Regions from separate parts of the Danio rerio genome. Here region 1 is linked to region 2. The links are chromatin contacts, called in public Micro-C maps. All regions are on one chromosome and are shown on one strand. The core of a region is the stretch at or near the end of the contact, and the rest is flanking DNA. Distances in the headings are between cores, read along the strand shown. Region 1 holds the start of zgc:174315. Region 2 holds the start of znf1059 (zinc finger protein 1059).

Region 1 (2,885 bases), core at 191-2,690, 340 kb after region 2:
AGAGGTAAAGTTGGTTTTATATTCGCGCATTCGTTCATTTAGAAGTCTCTATACTGTTTACCATGTTACTTTGAATATTCGATCGGAATTAGCATGCAAGTGTTACTTGAAAACAACATTAACACTGTTTATTTGACTGTGCACATTGTTGTATTTTGATATTCAATGGCTGCTAATCCGTTTTTTAAGTGTGACGTCACTCGGAGCGGCTTCCGGGTCCAAGCACTCTATTCAACTGAATGGGAAAACTCATGAAATGGTAATATTAAACGTTTACAAATCGATTTAATACTTTTGAAAATTACAATCGCAATATATATGCCCATGTCTAATATCCAATGGCCAGAAAGTGACTCATTTTTTATAAATTGTTTAAATTTAGGTCTTTGTTATGCAGCAAGCCCAGAGATTGTTGTGTACACTATGACTTTATGTAAAATTAATTTTAATGTGTGATATGAATAAAAAGTGATCATAAACGAATGATTTCTCCACTCAAATGAATGGCGGCTTGGACCCAGAAACAGTATTACATACTCCACCACCATGTCACCACTTAACAAGCAGATATGATTTCGCTATTTGAGAGTTTTCAAATAATACTTTTATGAAACTATATTATTAAGGGGAAAGTCAGAATGCGCGAATATAAAACAGACTTTAACTATTGACAAAAGACATGAGAACAAGTAGCAAGAAATAAACTCATTCCTGTTTTTCAATGAGTGCTTATGTGGATTTAAGAGAACTAGGCAGCACACTCAGGGCTGCAAGATAGATTTAATTCAGGATTCTTATTATTAAAATATATCAGTATGAAAACCAACCTGTTTGTTCCTGCAGATCTTCATGTTTGACTCTAATTGTTTCTACAATCTTCACATCTTCACTCTCCTCTTTAATAAACGCCATCTTTATAACAGTGTGGAGATCAGTCGCTTCAGCAGGAGTTTTTCTCTGCGTTTGGACACTTTATCCTGTTTAAAATTAACAAAACAATAAAAATGTCCTGTTTAAAATAAATAAAACAACTTCTCTTCAACACTTGCTTCAACAGTTTCTTTGTATGAGAGTAATTAACAAAACTAAATCAAGTAGAAGAGAAAGTCCAAGCAAGAAAAAATGACCTGATTAAAACTAGTAATCCATTTCTTGTACACTTCAAATGGAATGACATTATGCTATTTAATAAATTAAAACTTCATTAAAACACGTATTACACACGTTTCTGTTAACTTCATACATTCAAACAATAGACCTTGATTACTGTGAGTCATAGATCTTCATTACTGTCAGTCATAGTACTACGTTGTATAAAGGGTTTAAATAATATTGTCAACAGCAGGTACATAATTAAGCATATGGTATAAAAAACTGAAACTTTAATCAATCGGATTATATTCATGTAAAAGTTTTAAACACAAACCTTTTTCCAGTGGAATCCCAGCGCAGGAGTGGCGCAGCCTTATGACGTCATATGTCATGCCAAAATAAAAGTCTTTAGCTTTTTTTACGATTCACAGCAGTCATAACTTATTTACATTTCTCCCTCGTTTTTCACTTTCCACTATATCTGCTCTCTCTCTCTCTCTCTCTCTCTCTCTCTCTCACACACACACACACACACATAAACAGTATTTGAAGTTGATCAAAACCTTTAATCTAAACATTTTAGAAAAATTTTGAAAAACTTTTTTAATCCACTTTATGATGATTTGCAGGTCTAAAAGACATTACTATTAATATCCAAATCTCATCCTCATAATTATGACATCTACCTCCCTATTTCTACTACTTCATAGGCTTCTAGGGTTTTAATGCAGTCTAGGGTGTACACCAGGCACTCTGGCATTGTCCGCCCCCTGTTTTTCCAATCCCCTGAGAACTTTGCTTATCTTCAGAACACAAATGAAGACACTTTAGATGAAATCTGAGAGTACCAAGATGCTTAAAGTCCAGAAAAGGAACAAAAAAACATTGTCAAAACAGTCAATGTTAGTGTTTTAATTGTAATCGAGTCCCAACAACACTTTGTGGCATTGAACCATAGTGGCATAGTGTTTTTTTATTTTTGTGTGTGTGTGTGTGTGTGTGTGTGTGTGTGTGTGTGTGTGTGTGTGTGTGTGTGTGTGTGTGTGTGTGTGTGTTTGCCACTGTATTCTTCAGTATATCTTCATTTGCATTTAGCAGAAGAAACTTAAACATGTTTGGATCAAGTTGAGGATGAGTAAATGACAGAATTGTGATTTTTTTCATGTAAACTACCCCTTTACTGCTTCTTTAAGTGAAGGTAAAGTTCATTATTACTGAAGATATAGCCAAAGAATGGCAAGAAACATAGAATACAGATAATAAAAGACAACAATTCCTATGAAACAAGTGCCATTTCCACATTGCAATTTTCAAAATTCTCATAAAGTACAAACTTAAAAAAAAAAAAAAAAAAAAAAAAACTAAAACTTGAAAGATATCTTCATCCTCCAAAACAGCTATTCCCACCTTAGGCACAAAATCCTTATTAATTATATTGCTTTTCCTTAGGCAAGAGAGGCTCTCTTGTTCCACACCATTACGGACAATATGCATGATATTACAGTAGTAAAATAACAAATAGCTTTTTAAGTTAAAACATTTTCCAAATAATAAAATGTCCTCTTATATGCAGATATCAATAGAAAGTCTGTAGTTTATTCATTTTTTTTTACTTTGAAAAATAAATTTGACATCTCTTTTGCCTCATTTTTTCACTGAAAAAACAAATTCTCTTAAAAAATACAAATCAACTTACATTTTTTATTATTATACCCACAATGCAAGAACACCATTCAACATTCATTTATGTCACGTTTCATTCTTTTTATTTCTTTTCCATAAACCTTTAAGAA
Region 2 (2,738 bases), core at 170-2,669:
CTGCAAAAAAAAAAAAAAAACATAGGAGAGATCAACTGGCAGTAGTATACTGGGCTAACTTGAAAGGTCATAATGACAATCACATAGCACAAACAGTTCTAATGCAGTGCCAAGAACAAGAGAAACAGAGTGTTAAAGGTTATGGATGAATAATACAATGTAAAGTATATGATATGGAAATAGACACACTAACAATTTCGCCCACTAGAGTATTTCCAGTAGTTCCCACATGGCTGCTTGGTGATTTGGAAGTTGATTTTAAAATAATAAAAAAATAAATAAAAATAAAAAAAAACCAAGAAAGTGAGATTGATCGTAAACCAGTAGAAAATTATATAAGGGAAAAATACAATGAAACAAGGGAAATGTATACAGATGCATCAAGAATTAGACAAAGGGTAGTAGGAGTGTCATAAAGTATTCCAAAGTTAAAAGATTGAAGCTGTAAAAAGAATTAGTAATAATTTAGCAGTGTATACAGCACAATTGGTAGCGATATGGTTGGCTCTAAAGTGGGTTGAGGGTAATAAACCAATTAAAGCCGTCATTGCTTCTGATTCAATTTCAGCACTTATGAGTATAAAAAATTTAGTATCAGAGTCACGGCAGGACATCATTTATGAAATAGTACAGTTGGGATACAATATCATAAAATCAGGAGTTATCATTTCATTGTTGTGGGTACCAGCACACATAGGGGTCAGTGGGAATGAGATGGCAAGTTGGCAAAACTAGCAGCGCAGCAAACTTCGATAGACATGGACATCATACAGCAAGTCAGAAATCAAATGCATCGTTAAAACTAAAGTATTGAGAAAATGGCAGCTTATATGGAATAATGAGAGTACAGGATGTCAATATTACACCATACAGAACAAAGTCGGAAGAGGTAGGGAAAAAACAATTAGGAAGAGGACAAGTTCAAAAGAATGAGATTTAATCACACAGCACTCAATAGGACATTACATATGATCAATAAACATGCAGATGGGATGTGTGAATAATGACAACCAAGTGACTTTAGAACATGTTTTAATGCACTGCCCAATATATCAAAAATCTGAAAGAAATAGATTATTCACACAGCTACAGGAAAAAAACAAGTGGAATCTAAAATAAATAACATATTAAAGTTGAGCACGGGTGATGTGTGCTTTAGATATGTTTGTAACTTTTTGGTTTATATATATATATATATATATATATATATATATATATATATATATATATATATATATATATATATATATAATTTATTTATTTATTGGTGGGGCTTTGTTTCACTATAAGAAATACATGGGTTAGTTACTGCAATCCCGATGGGTGCGAGAAAGCTGGTTGCCAACCGCCTAAAAACAAGAAGTGACAAAAAAAAGACTTTTATTTTGTCATGGCGTGTGACGTCATAAGGCTGCGCCGCTCTTGCGCCGTGATTTCACTGGAGAAAGGTTTGTTTTGAAACTTTTACACAGATCTAAAGCGCTTGATTAAAGTTTCAGGTTTTTCATCTGAAGCTGTACCTACTGTTGACAATATTTTTTTAACCCTTTATACAATGTAATACTTTTTTACTCGCAGTAACCGAATGCTATTGTTTGAACAACAGAGATGTGTGTAAGTGTTTCAATGAAGGTTTAATTTATTAAATAGCCTAATGTCATACCATTCTACGTATACATCACTATAAGAAATGGAGTACTAGTTTTATTTTGCTCATTTGTGGCTATTGTTTCTTGCTCGGATTTACTCTTTATCTGATTTCTTTTTGTTTATCACTCTCATTAAAAGAAACTGTTAAAGCAAGTTTTGAAGAGAAGTTTTTTCTGTTCATTGTTTTATTCATTTTAAACAGAACATTTGTATTGTTTTGTTCATTTTAAACAGGATACATTGTCCAAACGCAGAGGAAAAACTCCTGCTGAAGCGACTGATTTCCACACTGTTATAAAGATGGCGTTTATTAAAGAGGAGAGTGAAGATGTGAAGATTGAAGAAACATTCTCAGTCAAACAGGAAGATCTGCAGGAACAAACAGGTTGGTTTTCATTCTCAAAGACCGGCTCCGTCATCTGATGCTCATTCAGATATATTTGAATAATAAGAATACTAAATGAAATCCATCTTGCAGCCCTGAGTGTGCTGCCTAGTTCTACTAAATGTACATAAGCACTCATTAAAAGACGGGAATGAGTTTTTTATTACTTGTTTCAGGTCTTTTGTCATTCTTTTTATGTATTATAAGGCTATATACTATTTTCTCTACCTTCTTAAGCTTATTGCTTTTCTTCTTCTCCTACTGTTTGTAAAGCGTCTTTAAGCACTATATATAAAAAAAAACAATAAATTAAAAAAGTTTAACTGTGCTGACGATATTTGACTTACAGTATTCTCATAGAAGATATCTGCTATTACGGCGATGGCAAGTGTGCCGGTAACCTGCGTTTGAATAAAGGTCTCGGCCGTTAGCTCGCCCCCTGGGGGCTGGCTACAGTACAAGTCATAAAGCCCGCCTCTCCGTGTTAATGAATGAGACTTGAGCCCAAATAAAAAAATAATTAATTACACTTGCAATAAAATGTCCCGAAAGATGGTTCTGGTCGATTAAGGCAATGATTATTGTGCTGAGATAGGTGCAGATCTTCATTTTTGTAAACAGTTTGTTTTTAGCAGTAATTTAATGCTGGACGTGTCATCGTGATTGACAGCTGTGATTGACAGTTTCTCAAAGCTGACTGTCT

The links. A called contact is a pair of places that touch in the nucleus more often than the background predicts.
Region 1: a contact with region 2 is called in a Micro-C map of caudal fin, with 3 times the contacts expected there. The contact joins the promoter of zgc:174315 here to the promoter of znf1059 in region 2. A contact is called at or near these places in 2 of 18 Hi-C or Micro-C datasets (caudal fin and an unstated tissue).

What each region holds. Positions count from the first base shown.
Region 1 is chr4:32,086,496-32,089,380 of GRCz12tu, forward strand. zgc:174315 reads right to left here and starts at 1,441. Exons shown (of 3, transcript NM_001114445.1): 1 at 1,427-1,441; 2 at 828-977. The coding sequence starts at 912.
Region 2 is chr4:31,748,602-31,751,339 of GRCz12tu, forward strand. znf1059 (zinc finger protein 1059) reads left to right here and starts at 1,420. Exons shown (of 3, transcript NM_001128249.2): 1 at 1,420-1,448; 2 at 1,885-2,035. The coding sequence starts at 1,951.